2 separate regions of the Mus musculus genome follow, and region 2 is linked to region 1. The links are chromatin contacts, called in public ChIA-PET maps. All regions are on one chromosome and are shown on one strand. Each heading gives the region's core, a stretch centred on a gene start, on an enhancer-like site or on the middle of the called end of the contact. The rest is flanking DNA. Distances are from core to core; before and after follow the strand shown. Region 1 has its middle 15 kb from the start of Macroh2a1. Region 2 has its middle 15 kb from the start of Fbxl21.

Evidence for each region. ChIA-PET counts read pairs in DNA pulled down with a chosen protein or histone mark.
Region 2: a contact with region 1 is called in an RNA polymerase II ChIA-PET map of memory CD8 T cells, with 18 read pairs. The contact joins two enhancer-like sites. A contact is called at or near these places in 4 of 39 promoter capture datasets (cranial neural crest, hippocampal neurons, liver and 1 more) and 1 of 115 datasets of contacts at active chromatin or transcription factors (memory CD8 T cells).

Annotation. Positions count from the first base shown.
Region 1 is chr13:56,147,781-56,153,668 of GRCm38.p6, reverse strand. No RefSeq gene overlaps it. Among named protein-coding and RNA genes, the nearest start is that of Macroh2a1, 15 kb to the right of the region's middle. Within about 2 kb of position 2,133, at least 99 of the 459 cell types and tissues checked have an H3K27ac peak or open chromatin away from gene starts, as enhancers often do. A contact at or near this core is called in memory CD8 T cells, where this site is marked.
Region 2 is chr13:56,504,654-56,510,541 of GRCm38.p6, reverse strand. No RefSeq gene overlaps it. Among named protein-coding and RNA genes, the nearest start is that of Fbxl21, 15 kb to the left of the region's middle. Within about 2 kb of position 3,226, at least 33 of the 459 cell types and tissues checked have an H3K27ac peak or open chromatin away from gene starts, as enhancers often do. A contact at or near this core is called in memory CD8 T cells, where this site is marked.

The DNA of each region.
Region 1 (5,888 bases), core at 884-3,383:
GAAAACATGATAAAAATTTGAGAGAGAGAGAGAGAGAGAGACCCACAGCACAAATGATCAACAGTTCTGTGGCTGTCACACACACAAACACATATACCACCACTACCACAACAACAAACACCACCACCACCAGAACTCCTCCACAGCACCCGTGGCAGCTTGTGAACCTGAATAATGCTCTATTTCTTGAGCTAAGCAGTGTTGACCAGACTGACACTGTGAAAGTTCTCAGAGCGCAGGCTCGACATTTCTACATTTTTATATTATCTCAGGTTTTAATTTAAGTTTACTTAGAAGCCATGTTGTCTGCTAGGACCAGGAAATTAACCACAGTTGTGTTTGAAAACCCTCTTCCTTTTCGATGAAGAAGCTGAAAACCAGTCACGCCCAGTACAGCTACCAACTCGGCCTAAGTAAACACGGTGAGAGGCCTTGGCAGAAACTTACATTCATTGCCTTTCTCTCTCTCTCTCTCTCTCTCTCTCTCTCTCTCTCTCTCTCTCCCTCCCTCCCTCCCTCCCTCCCTCCCCCCTCTCCCTCCCTCCCCCCTCTCCCTCCAGCTCCCTCTGTCCCTCCCTGGAAGTGGGGGGGGGAGAGATCTAAGAGAGAGATCTGGCTATATAGTTTATCTCTTCTTCCAGAGAGATCAGTTAAACTACATTTCCCAGCCTCCCTTGTGGGCAGGTGCAGCCATACAGTGAATCCTCGCCAATAGAATGCTCAAAGAGGTCACCAGTGGTGAGTGTGAATTCCAAGTCTGGCTCATACCACTGTCTTGCACAGCCCCAGTTACCTTCTCTAACATCCTGGGAAAGCTCTTTTATGTGCTAGAGAAGCACAAAGCCATAGACTGAAAAGAACCTGGGCTCAAAGCAACCATCTGGAGGAGAGCCATTTGGGGGTGTTACCTGACCAGAAACAAAGAGACAAATGGACCAGCAAGGAGTAAGGTGTGAGGTGCACAGCAACAAAGCCTACCCCATCACACATAAGCTCTTCCACTATGAGGCACACACATCCTATGCGCTAACCCACTTGCACTGTCTATTTAGAGACAGACCCCACAAAATTTTAAGTCTCCCAGAAAACATAGTGACCTCTCAACCTGCAACCTATTGACTTAAAAAAAAGATTTATCTTTATTTCTTATGTGTATGAAGGTCTTTCATGCATATGCACCATATGTGTGCCTGGTGTCCCCCAAGGCCAGAGGACAGCTTTATATACCCTGGAACTGGGGTTTTAGAAGGTGGTGAGCTGTCAGGTGGGCAATGGGAACCAAACTCAGGTCTCCTTCAAAGGCAGCAAGTGCTCTTAACCACTGAGTCATCTCTCTGCCCCAGACTTTTAAAGCAAAACAAAAACCAACCAACCAAAAACCAAAACAAAACAAAACAAAAACCAAAAACAAAGAATTCACAAAAGAACTGGTCACTGTCTAGCTCTCAGGTGACCAAAGCTGTGAATCCAGAGGGAGAAATTCATTGTTATATTAAGAGCTGAATATCCTGTCTTATGTCTTTGCATCTCTTAAAAATTCTGTCTTCCCATTGCAGACAGAGAGCTCACTTAGACCAGCGGCATTCTGGAGCCGCTTAATAAAGGGCTTGACCGTTCTTAACCACCAGGGGGCGATACCACGTAACTGAAGTAGACAGTAACTGCAGAAAGGGTGGGACCCCTCTGGCAGGTATTCCAGTGCGGTGGCCAGAGAGTTCTTGGATAAATGGGGAGGGGACAGCTAAGAAGGCTTCTTTGACACCTGGCTCCCACTTACACACACACACACACACACACCCCCACACCCCCCCCCCACACACACACACACACGCACGCGCGCGCGCACCATCGTTGTTCCAAGGGCTACCCTACCTGTATGTTTTTCTGCACGTATAAAAACTCAGTAGCTGGAAGATTTAGCTGCAGGGGTTATGTAATAACTATGCTACCTGCTACCAAAACTTCTAAACACGTAGCTGTTGGAAAATGAAAACACGGGGTCAGGGTGGGGGAAGAGAGCACACATGTCGTGCAGAGCCACGGACCTGCAAGAAAACAGTTTCTTCCACATCACTCTGTGGTTTCCTAGTAAAACCGAAGGCTGCGAGTTCTGCTTCCTGGAATGGGAGCTTGCTTCCCCTCACCCCCATAACGAGCCCTTGCTAAAAATACCTACAAAAAGCTCAGCCTGTTTAACAGCACCAAAGAGCAACTGAAGATTTGTAGAGCAAGATGAAAGAGAGATGGGAACTCCCGAGTTCAGTGTATAGCCCAGCGGCTTAGCAGAACTTTTGATGAGCACCCCAGCCAAAAGAGTATTCAATACGCAGCTTGGGTTTTCAATTGGGGTCTCATATCCACAGCTCCAGAAAGAGAGGATTTTAGGTCAGGTTTCCTAAAGATAGACCAAGACAGACACTTACAAGCAGACCTGAATCAGGAGATATGACCTCAAGGAAGCTACAAGGAGAAAAGAGACAAGGAAGAGAAGTGGGAGCATACATGAGAGAGGGGCTGAGACTGAACAGTCTTTTTCAGGCCTGGAGGCTGGGGATAATTACCAGTAATTCCCTTTGGAGAACGTTGACTCTACAGAGTTAACTCTTGACTTTCCATGTTGTCCCAGAATCTTTTTAGGAGCATAGAAAATTAGGGGTGGGGATGGGGGAGATGCAATCTAAAAGTCTAAACAAAGGAGATGTAAAAATTCTAATATTAGATAAATAGATTTTAAGATACATTTTAAAGAAGAAAAGTGACCATTTCGTAATGGTGTAGAACAATTCATTTCCTAATAAATTCACAGTCCTAGCCTGTCCATAGCTCACAATATAGGTTTAATGTGTTCATATGCAAATCATGTTATATGTGTATGTAAGCACATGCAGACACATACATAAATGTATCTAATGCATCAAAAGATGCAGTCACAACAGACAGAATTAAGACAGATGGACCAATCAAGACTTGGAATACAAGACTTCCACACATCTCACTCCAGACCTGACAAGAAATCAGCCAGGACATTGAAAATCTGAAAACTATAACGAATAGACCTGGCTTAATTGATATATAAAACATGTCCCTAGTGATAATAAAATTCAAATTATTGCCAAGTGGATATGAACATTTTAACAGAGGAGAGCCATATGCTGAGCCCAAAAGAACTTCAACAGTTTTCTGTGCTTATGATCACCTGTTATTAGTGTGTGTTAGAAGTAAGCCAGAAAAAAGCACCAAAATTCTGATGTGCCAAACGTCAAATATGTGCTTTACAAATAATAACCTAGAGTTGGAGGCTGGGGAGCTGTTAAAAACACTTGCTGTTCTTGCAGAGAACCCACATGACTGCTCACAACCAACTCTAGCTCAGGCCAGCCTGGGCTGCAGAACCACTATCTCCAGAAAGAAAAAGAAAAAAAAAATTAAAAGAGGCACTAGATAAAAACAGGAAAGCATATAATCTCAGTCATTTAATTTGGGTGACTGAAAAATTCAACTGAAAGGAATTAATTCTTGGTAAAGTAAGTATCGAGACTGACTAAGAATAGATAATTTTAATAAGATAACTTAAATAAACTAAGACTAGATCATTTAAATAATACTTTACTCAAGAAATGGATCTTGTAATTCAAAATCTTTCCACCAAGGAAAACTCCAGACAGCTCCGTTAATTTCTGTCAAGTTTATATATCAAGAATGAATCTAGTACAACTGATATAATATCAAATCTTCCCGGGAATTTAAAAAGGAAGGAGAATCGTCATTCAGATTACATTTTCAGCAAGTTATTTTGAGTGTGTCAACAAGCTGATTCTAAAATTTACATGGAGAAGCAAAAGACCCAGAATGGGCAGCACTGGGTGAGAGCCAACAGAGGTGAAGTATGATGCAGGCTCAAGATGTCATAGAAAGCCGTAGCCATGGAGACAGGAGGTCTAGGGGCAGAACGGACAAATGGCTGAGTGGGAGGAACAGACAGCCCAGAAATAGATCCACAGGAGTGTGGATTACTGGACTTTGACACAGTAATCTTATGCGCCTAGCAATGCGCCCCAACATAGACCTTGGATGCTTTACAACACTAGGTGAAATAGGTCACAGACTCTAAATGTAAAACAAAAAAATATAAAAATCCCTGCATGATATTAAAGAAGAAAGCCTAGGTGAGCAGGGCTTGGCAATGATTCTAGAAACAACACCAGAGGCACAACCTATAGAAGACATCATTTGCAAGATAGACTTCATTCGTTTATTGAATGTGTCTGGGGGCTGGATAGATGGCTCAGAAGCTAGGAGCTAAGAGCTCTTGAGGACCTAAGTTTAGTTCCCAGCACTCATGTGGTGGCTTCTAACCATCTGTTACTCCAGTTCCAGGGGATCCGATGCTTGCATGAATCTCCCATCACTGGTTGCATGGTTCATATGCATGCGTGCAGGCAAAGCACGCATACACATAACATTTTAAAATCTTAAAAAAAAAAAAAAAGACTACCTTCTGTCTTAATCCAGTGGACAACATTCTGGAAAAGTGAACCCTTCAGAAACAGTTTTTTGTTTGCTTGTTTGCTTGCTTGCTTGTTTTGTTGTTGCTTTTAAATTCAACAGTTGCCAATTATTGGAGAGTGGGAGTGGGGAAGGTAAATAGGCAGAGGCTGAGATGTTTTAGGTAGTAACATTGCTTGCATGATGCGACATTGGAAACCACACACCATCCACTAGACCTTTGTAAAAAACCACTGCAATAAGTAACACCTAAACAGAGTAAACTAGTGTAAACCACGGTCTTTGTGTGACCATGACATGTTAGAATGGCTTGCCACTTGTAACTCATGATGGCTTTGGGGAGTGGTGTTGATGATGGGAGAGGCTGTAATAGTAAGGACTCCAAACCATGGGGTACAGGAATACAAAGTATCAAAGCACCAGTAGCCACCAAACTTCCACATTGCTAAAACTGATACAGAATAGATACAGAACAGTCTGTATCCGTTTTATTTAATGATTTCTTAAGGAGGTGTGGAACTAGAAAAAGATGGTTTAACTGGGAAAGGGAAAAAGTGAGGGAGAAGGGAGTAAGGAGAGAAGTTCTGGGATGGAAGAGAAAAGAGAAAGAGATTAGAAAACACAGATATAGAAAGAATGATAGAAGCTGGGCAGTGGTGGAAGCCATTGGTGGTGCACATCTTTAATCCCAGAACTCAGGAGGCAGAGGCAGGCCTCTGTGAGTTCCAGTCTGGTCTACAGAGCTAGTTCCTGGACAGCCTGAAAAACCCTGTCTCAAAAACAGAGAAAGAAAGAAGAAAAGAAAAAAGAAATTAAAAATAATTTCCTGGTGAGAAAATTACCAAACGAACCTAGGGGCTAAGGAGATGGCTAAGTCAGCAAAGCGCTTGCAGCAGAATTGTGAAGACCTAGAGCCAAATCCCAGCCCTCATGTAAAAGCCAGGAGAGGCTCTGCCTGTCTGTCAGCCCCGCACTGGGCAGATGTGAGGGCAGGCGGGTCTCTGGAGCTCGCTAGTGAGCCAATCTAGCTCAATCAGTGAGCTCCTGGTTCAGTGGGAGGCCCTGTCTTAAAAAATCATAGCAGAGAGTCTGGCACCTAGAAGGTTGGGCTGGACCAGATTCAGCACTTTGCGTCAGTCCACCCCAACATCTACTCCATATACCAGCAGCGAGGGCATGTGGAGGAGCCAGACCTGCAGAACCAGATGTCATTACCGAATAGGGCAGGTCCTCCTGGAGCCGGTGGGGCTGCAGCCTGCACTGGTTGAACCCAGAAAACCTCAGGGCGGCAGAGGACAGGGATGTCTGTGGCAGCCTGGAACTCTCTCGGAACTTGCCCGGGATGCTCTGCCTAGCTGCAGCTTCACCCTGACTCTGGGATA
Region 2 (5,888 bases), core at 1,977-4,476, 360 kb before region 1:
GAAGCTGTGGGTAGATTGGAGTCATCTGACCTGCCCAATGTCTCTTCCCTAGGAAAAGCAGCAGCAAGTATTCGTAGACAACCCAAGATAGAACACTCCCATGGAAGGTTAAAGGAAGTCTATAATCATTATGCATTCTGCATTTCTCATACATTAAGTACCAATGCCTTTCATTTGACGATCTTAAAGCATGTTACAAAAAGAGCACTGTAATTACATGTAGTCCTACATCACCCTTGCATGTCAGGCAGCCTTGTGAGGCTTAATGGATTCAAGAGCTCACTTGCTCTTGACACATCTATATTATAAAAGAAAATCTGAGGTGAGCCCATGTGGCAGTCTGACATTTACATGGTGTCATCTGAGCCTCAGGATAATCTTTTATGGTGTGGCTTATTAGCATAAGAAAAAATTGAAATGACTTGTAGACTGTCTACCATCTCATGGCATCGTTGGACCAGCCAGTCACCTCAGCTGACCTCATCTGTTCTGTCTCCCTGGGCATTCCACAGTTGAATAGATTACTGAAGGAAGACTTTGAGGTGGAAACAGGGCTCATGCTTGCTGATTAACCCAAAGAACATCTCTGAGGTCAAAGTGTGGCACACATGCTCCGTGCTGGTCACACTGGGTCAAGAAAAGTTCTCTTCATGAGACCAAACCCTGACAAACTTCCCAAGTGTTTTAGAGCATGGCTTTGGTGTTTAGTAATCTAATGGCAAGCCTCTTGGCACAATGACCTTCCCTTTAGATACTAATGACCTTCACCCCCCACCTCCTCAAAAAGTATCACACAGAAAAGCCTCTGGATTATAGCTTGAATGCTCAGCTCATCTGAGATTCCTACATGACTACTTGAATATATTGTGACCAGGAGCAAAACTACTGACAAGTCTACAGTGAGATCTTAGGTCCAGCCTCAATGTCTGGATAGGAGAATTTGACTCCTAAAGCCATGGATAAGAGTATGACGCCCTAAGCTTACCTAGCATGCAACTTTTCTACCACAGGGTGTAAGATATGAGAAAGAGGCTGTTAGAGCCTCCTTAGTCATAGCCACAAATAGCTGTGCCTCCTCTTGTTATAGGAAATGGAAGTCCCAAAGCGTGCACTGCTGATCTGTGAAGCTCTGGGCACCAATTCCACGTCTTAAGTTGGATGATTGCTTGAATGAGAGTAGAGCACAGTTCTTCCAAATGCTCCTGTGCTTCAGCAAGATTACTCTATCATCTTCATCATCTGGAAAGTGGCTCGGATGACCAGCTAGGCCATACCAAGAATCACATAATACAAGCCATACAAAGTAATAATGTTTTAAACCTAGAATTAGCTTGTTAACTTGTTGTGGTAGTATGAATTTAAAAAGTCATATGTTTAAATGCTTAGTCACTGTGGAGAGACACTACTTGAGAGGGATTAGAACATGTGGCCTTGTTGGAATAGGTATGACCTTGTTGGAGGAAGTGTGTCATTGGGGGTGGACTTTGGGGTTTCAAAAGCCCATGCCAGACCCAGGGTTTTTCTCTTTCTGCTGCCTTCAGAGTCAGATGTAGAACTCTCACATACCATGTCTGTCTGTGTGTCACCATGCCTCTCACCCCCCATGCATATAATAGACTAAACCTCTGAACTGTAAGCAATCCCCAGTTAAATGCTTTCATTTGTATGAGTTGCCATGGTCATGGTGCCTCTTCACAGCAATAGGACAGTGACTAAAACACTTCCTATCACACTGGAGTAGTCCCACAATTCCAAAATGTTCAGCCAATACCATCCACATAACCAAAGTGAAATAATGGGGACCATGGAGAATAAAGAACCTGTGGGAAGCCACATGTGCCGTTGCTGAGTGGCACTGACTACTGCTGGCCACCATGCATAAGATTGGACAAACAACCAATGTGTACATATGCAGTAAAGTTTTTTGCAAAAACACTGCCTGGCCCAGGCATGATAATGAGGTTCTGTAAGGTACTGAGAGTATAACCAATCGGATGTGAGACATGCAAATGAGGTATGATAATGAGGATTAGTGAGGTACTGAGAGAGAGTAGCCAATCAGATGAGGAACATGCAAATGAGGCTTAGTGCATAACCAATCAGGGTATGAGACACGCCTCTCCTAGGCCTATAAAAGCAGCACCAGCTCTGGGCAAAAAGTCTTTTCGCCTCTGCAATCAAGCTCTCCCAATAAACGTGTGCAGAAGGATCCTGTTGCAGCGTCGTTCTTGCTGGTCGAGTCGAGCGCGCGCAAGAAGAACCCTGAGTAGGAGGTGTGGAATTTCAGCTCAGGCTTGGTCATCATCTAGCCATTTCACTTCAGACAAGAACGTCATGTCCTTTGAAGACAGAAACCATTGTGTGATGTACCTGGGGGAGATGTGAACCAATTATCAATTCTCCCCATAAATGGTAGAATGAGGTAATTCCAAGTGTAACATTGCACAGTGAACTTGTCAGGGTTAGTTACAATCACCTAGCTAACTCGGAGGCAGGTGCATTTCTGAGAAGCCCACCCAGCCTGAGCAACAGTTCATGAAAAGCTACATTGTTGGAGCTCTTGTTCTACCAAAGAGAGTTTAGGAGGTTGGAGAGTCTTTTTCAGTTCAGTTGACTGGAACCACTGCTGGGCAGCTCAGCTGGGAAGGTAGGTTGAGTCTTTTAGGCAGTGGGCTGGTTTCTGTCTCTTTAGGGTAGCTTGCTTGGTCTGGGTGACTTTTTGGAGGCCTTACTATTCACATACCTCTAGGGGAGGGAGGGACCTAGTAAATCTGGTCAGTTTCAGGGACTTCCTAAAGCTATTGAGTTGTTTTCTTCCTGAGCTTAGCTTAGCAAGCAAGCTTTCCTACTGCTTGGACTGTTTCACCCCTCCCTGTGTCTAAAGGAGCTTTCCTCCAAGATGGAAGGTTTTATCTGGAAGGAAATCACTAGGCCATAATATTGGAAGGGAGGGAAGAGGAAGAAGGGAGAGGGATGCTAGGGAGAGGACTGAAGGAAGAGAAATCCAGCAAGTTTCCAGTAAACAGTTTTTCCTTTGTTTAGCAGACCTTATAATTTGCTAACGAGTATCTTACAAGACTTCAAAGGATGTCATGAGGCTTGTCTGCCAAGCAGCTGTTTTTTCTTAAACTGAACAAAAGAAACTGCAAGAGAAACCTCAGACCACAGGGGCTTGAAGATTAGGAGTGAATGAGGTAACAGAAGATAGTGACTCTTGATACCAGTCCTCATCATGCCAATTCCATGAACTGCTTATGACAGGTCTATGGCGGTGTAGACAGCAGATTTTCAGAGGTTCCATGTTGGGGCAAATCATGTGAAAGTGTGGGCACTCGGTGGGTTTAGTGACACAGTGAATAGAGTTTTTACAAACTCGAATGTTTGAGAAGGAGGAGGAGGAGGTGGGAAGGTTGCTCTGACAATCATTTAGTATGAGCTGTATCAGTCTCTCTGATCAGATTTTTTTCCTTTCAAACCACAAACAGGATGCAGAAGACTTGTGCTGAGACAAAAAAAAATGTTTGGGTGCCAGAAACAGATCACTAAAAGAGTGTGTTTTGCATAGCTTTGTCAAAGCAGGCGACCACTTTAAAACTTGCCATTTTCTAGTTTTAAATTCAGTCATGACAAGCAATACGTCCAGTGATTCTTTACAGATATAAACACATGCTGAGAGTTGGCTTGCCCATCCTTTTATATGCAGGCATTATGAGCGAGGAAAAGGGAAACCATTTTGCTACCATTTATATTATATAAATTACATTAAAATGATGCTTTTTCTTATCAAGACAGATAGGTATAGTAAATCTCTAGAGAGCACCCCAAACTAAAAAAAAACCCTCACTTTTAGAACTATAGCCAACATTCTCCATGATATATCATGTACTGTTCAATCAACAAGCCTCAGTAAACTTGTAAATATCAAATAAAAATGAGGTTTTATTTATGTAAAAATCTTCATGGGGACATACTGAAAAGAAATCTAATTTCAGTCATAAATGAGTTTTAAAGATACTTTCTTGTAAGGCTTAGGAGATGGCTCAGCAGGTGAGAGTACTTGCCACCAAAGCTAATGACCTGAGTTTGATTCTGGTAACCTACATGGTAGACAAACAGCATTGACTCCTACAAGCTGTCTTCTGACCTTAGCATGCATGCCATGGTGTGTGTGTGTGTGTGTGTGTGTGTGTGTGTGTGTGTAGACGCAGACAAAGACACACAAGCAAATAAACAAACATTCTTCAACAGTTTCATATTCCAAGCGCATAATGGTATAGCTATTTTTTGGCTATCTGAAGTTCTGGGAAATGGAGTTATGACATCTGGTAAGAGCCACCAATGGTGTTAGCATCAACCTGCCATGTTTGTTTCCATTTGGGGACTCGAATGCAAGGCTAACTGCCTAGCAAATTGTTTTTCATTTCCTGGCGTTTATTCTTCTGTCTATGGGCTTCTCATTGCACATCGCAGCACTGCCTAGAAATTCTAAAGACTTGACTTTGCTGGTTAGCAACCTGCCGTCTCGTTATGAGATGCGCACAATAGCACCATACGCAATTTTAACCGCAGATTCATTAACCTGGTGCCATTCAGCAACACGTGCCATTCGCTGATCAAGACTCTGAAAGCAAGAGCGGGGCCAGACTCCTTTCTGACCTCTGGAGCATTTATCTCTGCGGAAGAGAAAGAGAACGAAGTGACGTACAGACAGACGAATGAGTGGGAAATTGATTTCAGAGGCCGATAAGTGTCACTAGGGAAACAGCAGGTAATATGATAGAGGCTGCAGGAGGGGGGTCAGCTTAACTGTGCTATTTAGGTCAGTCCTTACTGAGGACATGTCATCCCAGCTTGACCCAAGGGACAGGAAGGAGTCAAGCCGTTTATTCCAGTCCCACAGAACAACAAGAGCAAAACAGGAGGGACTGGCATTGTGTTAGAGGAAAGGGGATCAGTTGTGAGGAGAATTTATGAGGATGGGGAAGGAAGCAGAGGCTAGACCAGGAAAGGCATCATCACAGGCCATGGTGGGAAGCTACAAGTCTGGCTTCTGAGTCAAGGATCTTCACCAGAGTGAGGAACCCTGATTTTCACAGGTGTCACAGTGGGAGAGGGGAGGGCTGCTGGCTATCTATGTGGTCCTAGGTTGAACTCTATGCAAGGGTATCAGGCATAGGGGGTCAGTAGGGGCCAAGATCTACGACTTGCCTACACTGTAAGTTCTATATTCAACACAGGGATTATTACCTATACAAAGAAGAGGCTCTACTGTTTGATGAGACAAAATGGCTTCGGACTCACTATACAGCTCAGGATGGCCTTGAACTCCGGTCCTCCTGCTTCCACCTCCCGAGAGCTGAGGTCACAGGCATGAGGTGCTGGAGGCGGAACTCTTGACAACTGAGTCCCGCACCCCCAGCTCTTAAAAGAGATCTCTTTTTCATAGCACACAACATGCCAGGTGGAAGCAACCTCCAGAGCGAAGGCAAGGGTGTGTGTTGCCGCAATGTTTACAAGGATTAGTTGTTGTAGAGGGGAGAAGTGGACGATTTTGGCCACATCCAGAGGTAGAGACGGCTGGTAGGTGAAATATCAAAGTGGGCCTTAGGCTTGAGGGGAGCAGTGTGGGCCATGGCTGAGCTAGGGAAACTGGGATTTTTCTTTGGGGGAAAGGATGAAATATTTAGCTCAGGCTACAACGAACAAACCATGCATCATGTTAGAAGCCAAAGTAGTACCTGTGTCCGTTGAGGAAATTTACAGCTTCAGTAAACGTGATCCCAAAGCACAAAGCTGTACCTGCACTTTGGATCCTCCCATGATTCCCGACCCACTAGGAGATGGAGGTGGAAAAGATGTCAGTTAGGGCACTGGAGTTAGTTCAGCCT